Regions from separate parts of the Hordeum vulgare genome. Here region 1 is linked to region 2. Evidence: chromatin contacts called from public Hi-C data. All regions are on one chromosome and are shown on one strand. The core of a region is the stretch at or near the end of the contact, and the rest is flanking DNA. Distances in the headings are between cores, read along the strand shown.

What was found. Hi-C and Micro-C count contacts between places; a contact is called where the count stands out from the background.
Region 1: a Hi-C map of leaf shows a contact between it and region 2, with 4 times the contacts expected there. The contact joins the promoter of LOC123399035 here to the promoter of LOC123398995 in region 2. A contact is called at or near these places in 2 of 6 Hi-C or Micro-C datasets (leaf and seedling).

Annotation. Positions count from the first base shown.
Region 1 is chr5H:469,548,813-469,554,627 of MorexV3_pseudomolecules_assembly, forward strand. LOC123399035 (RNA cytosine C(5)-methyltransferase NSUN2) reads left to right here and starts at 2,378. Exons shown (of 15, transcript XM_045093465.1): 1 at 2,378-2,690; 2 at 3,070-3,158; 3 at 4,082-4,148; 4 at 4,229-4,344; 5 at 5,007-5,073; 6 at 5,179-5,227; 7 at 5,661-5,746. The coding sequence starts at 2,517.
Region 2 is chr5H:468,969,218-468,974,229 of MorexV3_pseudomolecules_assembly, forward strand. It overlaps LOC123398995 (protein SCAI), which reads left to right and starts at 1,781. Exons shown (of 9, transcript XM_045093431.1): 1 at 1,781-2,495; 2 at 3,328-3,534; 3 at 3,644-3,883. The coding sequence starts at 1,959.

The DNA.
Region 1 (5,815 bases), core at 1,128-3,627, 580 kb after region 2:
AGAAGAAAGAGTTGGTGCCGTTCCAAACCTTAGCGCCGACGTCTTTTATAACCAACCGACTGGGTCTCTGGCAAGTGCACCCTCAGCTTATCCCTTTGATGGCCACCGCGAGATACGTGGCGGAGATAGAGGCGCAAGAATCGAGGCGACGCGATCCACTTGATGGTGATGACGTCATCGCAACGTTGCGCGCGGCAACCGAAGTTTTCAAATCCCGAAAAATCCGGGGCTGACAGGGTGACTGGTCACATCAAAAGATCCCGTCAGATGCGCCGATTCGCTAGTTCACTCGGATCCTCAAAGTCACTTAGATACTTTGGACCAAGCAGAATCGATCAAGGCGAATGATGAAGATTTCGATCGACATCCAATTCAGCAAAACTTTGGAGAGCATTCAAATTCGGTCTGCTATATCAAGATTTGCAGCTACACCTTCACCACTCGAACCTCGATCCATTCGGGGGATAATGATGGGGTTATAGCCCTAGAGTAGGGTCATAGGCCTGACCTATAAGTCCTACCCAAGGGCACCTCATTATTAGCTTGAAGGTCACAAGATACCTACCGACTGGATTAAGACAACCTCTTGCCCACTCGGTATAAAACCACTCGAAAAATTATCTTATACTCGACGACTGGATTCCACTCGGTGAAGACCAGAAGCCAGTCGACATAGAAGGCCAGAAGCCACCTCAGGGAGGCTAACGGTCATACGTTAGACCACTGTAGTTATTTTCATTTATGCGTATGCATTTAATCTCACTTATTGCACCCTTGAAGGCTTGGCACTTATGAGGGGCCGCACACTCTATATAAGGGACCCCTCCCCTCTGGCACAAGGGTTCGCATTCTGTAACACCTGTATCCCACTCGACACAAAAGCTCGAGGGCACTAAGACGTAGGGCTATTATCTCCACCGCAGAGGGGCCTGAACTCGTACAACCTTGCCGTAGCTAGGACTCTGCCCTCTACTTTCATACCCTACTCGTCTACTGTCAGGCTTATTTCCACGACAGGAGGTTCGTCGAGTGGATTTGAGTGAAAACCTCGCTCTCGGTTTGTTGCTAAGACCGGCGACGGCGACACTGTTTTGTGTCGTTACCTTCTTGAGGGCATCGCCGTGGAGAAACTCAAGACCTCTATCCGCTACCTCTGGGGGAAACCCTTGATCAGTAGATCGGATGACGGCGGCGCTCTGGTGTCGTTTCCTCCTTGGGGGCGTCATTTTTGGAGGTGTACACGGGCTCGAGGGACCAGTGGACGGCTTCTTTGGTGGAGCGATGCTTCATCTTACTCATTGATGGTGATGCATCTCGGTCGCGTGGGGCAGTGGAGACTCGTTGTCCGATGCGCGAAGATGGACTCACGCAGGAGGAGGACGCTCTCTGACGTCATGGTGGCGTCAATGGCAGAGAGGTCTGGCAATGTCAGTGTGTTAGTTTCTACTCTAAAGATGGATTGGTGGAAGACGGCATCGACGACACATGAGAGTGCGTTGGATCGGTTTGTACCACAAACCCAACATGTGGCTCGGTTGGGGCCTCCGGCTTTAGATGTTAGGCTTTTGTGTGATGTATGTTTCGTATTAGGCTCGGACTATCGGCACCCCTTCATCAAGTGGTTAGGAGAAGCGATAATTGTTGCTAAGATGATGATTTCAGACAAACTGATGTACTACTTATAAGACCTTTGTGAATAATTAATAAAATGACCGCATGCATCATCTAGATGCACACGCGAGGAGTAATCCTCCTTTTCTAAAAAAGGTTGTTATTATTAGACGGAGGGAGTAACACAAATAAACACAAACTGAGACATGCACGAGATATGATACAAATATCATAAACCAAAGAAACACAAGCATGGCAATATGATGCCTATTGGGTGAGATGCACAATTCCCCTTTATGAACCTGTCCGTGTGGTCCACCTCCCGAGCCATCCCTCCGGGGATACCCAACCCCCCACCCCGTTATCCCTACCGCTTCATCTTTGTGGAAGGTCACGACGGCGAGGATGCTGCGCTCCGGCGAGGGATTTGGGAGGAGAGAACGATCTGCAGGGAAGAGCACAATAGGAATGATTTTTTTTTTTTTTTGAGAAAAACAAGAGGAATGGCTGTGTGCATGTTTTTTTTGAGACACAATGGCTTTGTGTACGTACAGCAGCGTCCGAGCCCATCTATCTCCTCCACAGTCATGGAGGTGTGCCCATAGGTGCCGGCCCACACGTCTACAAACTGCTAAGCCCATTAGGCTTCTCGTGTGAATTTCAGCCCATACACTACTAGTTCGCGCTTCTCCGATTCGCAATGAGCCCAACCGGAGCCCGCCTGACGTTCCCCACCCATCGCGACCTCCTCGCCTTTCTTCCCACCTCCGTCGCCGCCACTCCCTAAACATCACCAACAAACCTGCAGGCGCTCCAACTCCTGCCACCGCCACCGCCACCGCCAACTCCCTCCGCGCCGCCTCTGACGGGTCGCCGCAGCTGCGGAGCGCGCGCTAGAGGGAGAGATGGGGGGCGGCAGGAAGCGCGGGCGCTCGCAGCGTCGTCACTTCAAGCAGGAGCGCGAGAACGTCTGGAAGGACAACCCCAGGCGCCCTCCCGCCTCCGCCGGCGAAGGAGGCGAGGGCAACGGCTGGCAGCCCTTCGCCACGGAGAACCTGGCCTTCGAGGCTTACTACAAGGTGCAGACGCCTGGTTCAGATCACGCGTAGCTCCCCTTTTCGACATTTTTGGCTCGATGGCATTAACATGGAGCAGTGCCAGCCCTGTGATTTTCACGCGTCTTTCGTTCTAGAGCGCGACGATTTGTTGATTAGTGGCGGATGAGTCAATATAAGATTATTTGTAAGGCGCAGGTTTATGGATTGATGATTGCCGTATTGAGTACTGGTCTCTGGACCGCCTTGCTGCTAATAGCAGCATATCTGCCCTCCGCTGTCTTTGCTTCTGTCGGAGCGCCTTGTAGCTGAAGTCTTTCAACTGGATGCAGCATCACTTAGAAACTGTTGATGTGGCCTCTGTTAGAATCCTATTGAATGTGAATCTGTGTATGCCTTGCAGGGGCAGCAAATTGTTCCTGAGGAAGAGTGGGATGCCTTCATGAGCATGCTCCGGAAGCCATTGCCAGCCGCTTTTAGGATTAATGCGAGGTAACTTTGCTTTTTTTCTGAAACGTAAGCGTGCTGACATTTGTATGCATGACCTGGACTGAGCGCAATTGGATACTGACTCAATAATCAAGCCTACTAAACTTTTTGAACTAAGACTTTCCTAATTTTACTCTCTCCAGCAGAGAGCAACTATGGTATTGCCCTCTGCCTTTCCAACTCTGAGATGGATGCAGCAGCTGGCAGTCGCCCCTTCCTTGCATATTAGTTCCCCCACGTAACAGTTAGTGTGTATCAAGATGGACCAACATGCCAGATTCTTGATAGTTGCGACAGTACCAGTAATACTGTATTTGAGCGCGAATCTCTTTGTCAGTCCTTATTACCTTTACTGAAATAGAAACTTCTTGGCACGTTTATGTTCTAGATGAAAGTCCAGTTACTGGCTGTTAACTGTGATCAACTAAGTGAAAGATCCGCTAACTTCTCGAGAATCACATGTTGATCTGCCTCCTCATCCAAACAAGCACTTTATTTGGGAAATCTATGCTACTCTTTTCAAGAGGAGTTTTCATGAATATTTTCAATAAATTGGTGTTATTTAGTTTGTAAGCATATCTGGCATTCTGGCTGTTGCTCTCACTCTTTTCCAATCTATAGCTGTTGTGTTTTGTGGGCAAAATTTTGGACTTGAAATCATGGAGGTATACACTCGTTTTGTTGACAGCAAAGGATGATATGCTTTCTGTTCTGGTTTGCCTGCTGGTTACTTGCTTTTGTTCACCAGACACTTAAATATGAACACATCTGTCACCTTCTCATGTGTGTTTACTTTTAAAGAATATAAACACCCACCTAATAGTTAGAGCAAAAAGGCACTCTTTGTATTAGGGCTCCTTTTTACTTTTGTTTAAGGTTTGGTTCTTCTATTGTATCAAGCTAAAGGATTTTTATTTGCTTCCCAGCTGTCAGTTTTTTAAAGACATTTGTTCACAATTAGAAAATGACTTCAGGAAGTCGTTAGAGACTGAGGTAATTTCTAAAAACCTTATGCATGCATTTAAGGTATGACCTTAATATTTTCTATTTCATAATACTTTTGTCATGTACAGGTCAGTGATGACCATGAAAAAGAGGCTATTCGGCCTTTGCCTTGGTACCCTGGCAATCTTGCATGGCATTTGAACTTTTCTCGGATGCAACTGAGGAGAAACCAGGCACTTGAGAGGTAAACCGACCTTGTAGTGCATGCTGTTTATTTTGAATGAACCTTGCCAATAGTGTGTAGTATAGGGTGTGTGTACTTGACTACTTGTTAAACTGGTGTTTCATACAAACGAATATATCTTCACAACTTTCTTTTGCACAAAGTGATGTATCATGCTCTATTGAGATCATGCTTGTCCCTTAAATGTTGTGAAATCCAAATTGTTTTATGTATGATTGACCGAATCAAGTGAAATCCATCATGAATTGGTTACCAATCAACTTGCTGCTTCAATGATCTGCCTCAAGTTCTTTATTCTACAATTAACGGTTCACTGGAACTTGTCAGTTACCTCTTTTGAAAATTGTAATGTCATATTGTGTATTGCATTTGATGCTATATTTTCTTGTTGAAGTTGCTCATAAGATAGCGTGCTAATTGAATTGGTAGAGTAGCTGTCGACCTGTAGTGCCTTAAATAAGCTGATGCATGAAGCCATATTGCAAACGCCAAGGACGAGCTTGTTTGTCACGCACCCCCAAATTTCTTTGGAGAATAAAATTGTGTAACCATTGGCATGCTTAACAATATGCTGCCATTAGAAATTGTAACACTGGAAGCTCTTATACTTATATTCTAATGACATATCATTGTTAATTTAACATCTATTTTTTTTACTCCAGTTTCCATGAATTCTTGAAGCAAGAGAATGAAGTTGGTAATATTACCAGGCAGGAGGCTGTCAGCATGGTGGGTGCTTTATCTTTACTTTGAAGATGCCCTATATTGTTTATCTGTGATGCCTTACATATATCGGGGCAGTTCTTGTCTAAACAATGTATATTTCTTTTGCAGGTCCCACCTTTGTTTCTGAACGTGCAACCTGACCATCATATTCTTGACAGTATGTTTTATCCATCATTACACATGTTGGTGGTGAAATTTACACACCAAACATTCCGTCTTTTGAACTGCCTAATTGATCTAACTTTGGCTAATCCCTAATCTGGTTCATAACGTCCATGCCCAATAAAACAGTCGCCAAAAAGGGTTTAGAGTTCTAGAATGAGTTTTTTTGGTAGAAGTGCAAGCAAGTCAAAAAAGAAAAGAAAAACATAACATCCAGCACTTATAGCTACACAATTTGTCCATGAGGTAGCTGGATCTTTTAATTTAAGCCCACTCTTTTCAGTTTTTTTCTACGTGAGGTTGTTTTAGGCTTTTGGCTTAAACTTATTCACACAGTATTCGTATACAGTGTTCTGTTTTACTTTTTGTGAGAGGAAAGATTTCTGTTATACAGTAATATATCTCGTGAATTTTGTGACCTTGTGCAGTGTGTGCCGCTCCAGGGTCTAAAACTTTCCAGTTACTTGAGATGATCCACCAGTCAACAAAGCCTGGAGTGCTTCCAACTGCCATGGTGAATTTTTCCATCTACTACATATAGCAGATACAGCTATAGTTATTTACAATTTCTATCAATTTTCAA
Region 2 (5,012 bases), core at 531-3,030:
TCTATATACATCTGTATGTAGTTCATTAGTTGAACCTTTAGAAAGACTTATATTTAGAAACGGATGGAATATTTTATAATATAAACATATGATACTATACATTACGGATATGATATTAAGGCCCTGTTTGGATACTCTAACCTGGTTAGAGTTAGAGTTAGATTCTAACCCTTGAACTAATCTGAACTAACTCTAACTCTAAAGGTGTTTGGATGGGAGGGTTAGATGGATAATAAATGCTCTTTCTCAATCATTTGGCTATTTTGGACCTCTCTCTTTTTCTGGACCCCACCTACTCTAACCCAAAAAAGCACCTCTTGAATGGCTTGGAGTTTTTGGATGGGTTAGATGCATCTAACCAATTCTAACCCATCTGTTTGGATCTTTGAGGGTTAGATGATTCGATTCAAATTTAACCCACTCTAACTCTAAACCTAGGATTCAAACAGGACGTATCATATGGATGATACTTCTAGACTAATTACCGGTCGCGGCGCACGGGACCAGAAAACCCAGGCAAGTAAAGTTAACCGGGAGTTGAGGGAATCGTTGCCGTAAAGCAGCCGCCGGTCAGCTAAGCTAATTCTGGCCAGATCTCCACGTCGCAGCAGCCTTTTAAAGCCCTCTCAGAGATTCCCAGCCTAAACCGATTTGTTAATGACCCCGGCGTCCAGCACCGCGGCGCCACGCCAGCCTGTTCCAAGCGAGCGAGCCAAAGATTTGGGCGCGGCTGGGCTGGGTGCCGAATGATTGCACGGGCAGCCAGCCACCTGCAAGGCTGCACCCACCGACCAAAGAGGCAGAGGGAGGATGCCCGCTCCGTTCTTTTTACTGCCCAGAGAATTCTCGCCCGGGCTGATGATTCCTACTACGTACTTTAGTCGATTATTACAGAGGGTTTACTCAAAAGTTTAGCTAGGCTCCTTTGGATTTTCTTAATAAAGTGTACTGGATTAGTCAGGAGGCAGCAGGGCAGGTGTATATCCTCCGATTCTCTCCCTTTGTTAATTGCGGAATGTTATTATATTAGTAGCAAATGCGATGCAGCTGTGGTGGTTAGAGGAAACTCTGAATATCCGCCGCTGACTGCGAGTTAAAGGGCAAATGAAGAGGAGCCTTCCTTCACCAAACTCTGACGAGACATAAATAAAGAAGAAACAAGAAATACCTGCCCAGCCACCTCCACCAGCACTGCACTGCAATGCAATGCAAGGGAATAGTAAGTAGTGCAGAAATCTTGATAAAATCATAAAATTATGAAACTACCAACGTCAAACTAGCGCGTACGTTGAGCGAGTCGCAGACTCACAGTCCACCCGAGACCGAGCGAGGAGGCATCATCGGTGGGTTCACAACTGAATTCCACGCCCTGCCATGGATCATCCTTGTCGCTAGCCCTCGGATGGAGATCCATACCGAATCGACGCGAACAGACTAAACATATGTCTGACAGAACGAGTCGCAGGGTCAATTCTCCGGTCCAAATCTGCTGCATTTTCTGCCTGTCAGTGCGTATCCTTTTGGCTTTCACTCCGGTCAACCGCCGGTACTTTCCCATCGGTGGTGACATGGATTCCACGCACTGACTTCACTTGCTCGATGAAAATGGGCCTACAGTCGTACACTTGTACTGTAGAGTGACAGATAAACAAAGAGCTCGGATGATTGACCCATCAGAGCCCAATTAGCGCCCCAGATGACAGCGTTTCCGCGCAGTAAAAAATAACAGCTCACCGCCACCCCCGTGCACTACTCCACTGTTTTTTACCTCTTCTCGAACGAACTGCCCCTTTTATCACTCTCTTTCCCCTCTCTCCGCACCGTCGCCATCTCACCGCGTCCTCCGCCCGTTCGCCGCCCGAATCCAAAGGACAGCGGGGAGAGAGGGAGGGACGGACAGACAGACAGACAGGGAGGGGCCGAGCGAGCCATCGCCTCCCGCGCCCAGGCCGCCGGCGATGGCCGACGGCGAGCCCTCCGGCGCGTACAGGGAGTTCAAGGCGCTGGTGGAGGCGGCGGACCGCAAGTTCGCGCGCGCGCGCGACCTGCCGCTCTACGGCGGCGGGGACCACCACAGCCGGAAGGCCTTCAAGGCCTACACGCGCCTCTGGCGTCTGCAGCAGGACCGCCGCCGGGACCTCGTCGCCGCGGGCCTCCGCCGCTGGGAGATCGGCGAGGTCGCCTCGCGGATCGGCCAGCTCTACTACGCGCGCTACCTCCGCACCGCCGAGCCGCGCTCGCTCGTCGGCGCATACGTCTTCTACGAGGCAATCTACAGCCGCGGCTACTTCGCCGCCCCCGCCCCCGCCAACGCCAACGCCTCCGCGGCCGCCGGGGGCGGCGCCAAGCACCAGGGCCTCCTGATCCGCTACAAGGAGCTGCGCTTCATCGCCCGCTTCCTCGTCGTCGCCATGCTCATGCGGCGGGCCGAGGCGGTCGACCACCTCGTTGCCCGCCTCCGCTCGCTCGTCCAGGAATCCAAGTCGGCGTATCCCGTAAGAAGCTTTTCTCCTGCGTGTGCTTTGGATTGGGGGAGCCCCAGTTAAATGACGCGTTTAGGTCTTCTCTTTGGGGGTTATTACTACTCTTTTTTTTGCGGGGGAAGCCCCAGTTACTTTGGGAAGCAGGACAGGATTGCCATCTTCATTATTGAACGAATGTACTATGTTCCTTATTCATAACAACTTGGTGTTCAACACTTGTTTTGCCAGATTTTTTTGCTATTCAAACGACTGTTTATTTTTGTACAATTCAGTTTGAGTAATTACGTCAATCCTCTTTGGTTGTGTGTCACTTATCCTGCTCCTCTTTTTTTGTTGCTCCACACTCCTCTGCTGTTTAGTTACAGAAGAAAGAGCATAAGTATCCCTCTGTATTCATGTAGGAGTAGTAGATTTGAGTGTTTTGGAGAATTGCTGATCATGGAAAGAGAGGGTTCGAGCGGATTCTTCTTTTCATAGGTGTTTGAGTCGGTGGTGATCTGAGCTTGTCAAGCAATGTGTTCTTACCCTTAGGATTTGTAATTTTTGGATTGTGTGCGGATGATGGTTGAATTTTACCACCCTCTGAAATTTAAGATATGATCAATGAACCTATTAGGGGTACATATTACAACCAAGTAACACATCAATGAACCTATGCGTAAGGAGCGAGTAGTGCATATTTTATTGCTATGCTACATGAAAGCTTTGGATTGTGCAACTTACCGTGGTGTACTTTTTTTGTGTGTTTCACCACTTACTTCTTTATTCATTTCAGTACACTAGGACATTTTAAGCCTGATTTGCTTATAATTTTGTTCTTCCTTATAACGTGACCTCTTCTTAGAAAACCAACTTCAAGGAATGGAAACAAGTGCTTCAAGAGCTTGAGAGATTCTTGAAAGCTGATGGAGCATACAAGGGATCTAGATCACTTAGATATGACAACTTGTTTGATTCTTATGCATCAAACCTTGCATCAATAGCAAGATTCCATTCGAAAAGAGTACTGAAACTGAAGGAAGCTGTATTGACAAGTTACCGCCGAAATGAGGTTACTAATATTACCCCTTCATAAATAATGCTTCTGTTCCTCTAGTTATCACTTGTTTTGGTACTATGCTGATCAGCTCCCTCACATAATGTCGTTGTATGTACTGCAGGTCAAGTTCACAGAGCTAACTTTGGACACTTTCAGAATGCTACAGTCTTTAGAATGGGAGCCCACAGGGTCTTATCAGATAGCTGTTAAAGAACTTACAGAAAATGGCACTATGAGTGATCAGAGCGGACCCTCTGGTCTGATCGATATTCACCTTTCTACAGAGATCTCTGATGGAAATCTTCCTTCAAATCCTCAAAGAGCAATCATATATCACCCTACAGTTTCTCATCTTATAGCGGTAGGCCCCTTCTCAAAATTGCTTCGCCCCCTTTAAAGTTGAAGTTTTGCATAACCATGTATAATTTTCGTGGGAAATTCCTGTCTTGAAAACAGCATTAAACAATGCTGCATGCTGACCAGTTGATAGACTGGATGCTGATAATATGGTCGATGTTTGTGATTTGGTTAGTGAAATAATGCTGTGTAGACTTGTTTCTATTGTCCACAAATATCATGCATCAGTGGGTGACTCAACAATAGAAGTGATATAGTATCGTATTATTGATATGACTAAAAAAGGGCAGCCCGGTGCATGTAGCTCCCGCTTGCGCAGGGTCCGGGGAAGGGTCCGACCACTTTGGGTCTTTAGTACGCATGAAATAAAGTTACGATAAATTCTATTAAACTGAGGATCAGTTAGGTAGAATCGTTTAAAAATAGTTAAGTGGAACCGGAGGATTTCCTGCATTCTTGCTGCAACATGGTTGGCAGGCCAGCCTCGCTAAGAGCTTGATGTGGTCATACTTTCTTAGGCTGCCTTTGCACCTTTTCAATGCTCGGGTACTTGCATTTTATAGTATGCTCACTATGTTGGCTGAGTAGTCATTATAAGATTTTCAGCTCTGTGATGTTGCGGTTCTGCTTACCAACATGGTTGTTTGCTGCAACCCAAATAATACATGGAGATATATTTAAAAGAATTCTGTGTTTAAAGTTCACCGGATTTGCCAGTGTGCATAGGAGTGTATACCTCTTCTCCCTTTTACAAGAGTAGGATGAAGTTGAATTGAATATCTGAGTTTTGAGTGCATGCATTCGAAAAAGGCACATTTACTGCCAATAATTGCTCCATAGCACGCCCACCAATAATATTGTCTTTAGAAAACATCTCCTTGTAAATAGGCATAGTGATGTTATGGTTAGCAGAACTGAACATCAAATTTTGAGCACAGGCACTGCCAAATTGGCAAATTGCACGTTCAGACCATCCTACAAATTGGTAATAATAAGTTGCTAATAATTTATGTGGGCAGTATGTTACTAGATCTTCAGACTTCAGAGACCCATATAATGTCAATCCACATTGTTCTCTCTCCTCTATTTGTGCCACCAGATTCCTCGGTCTTAAAATCCAGTTCATGAATGGT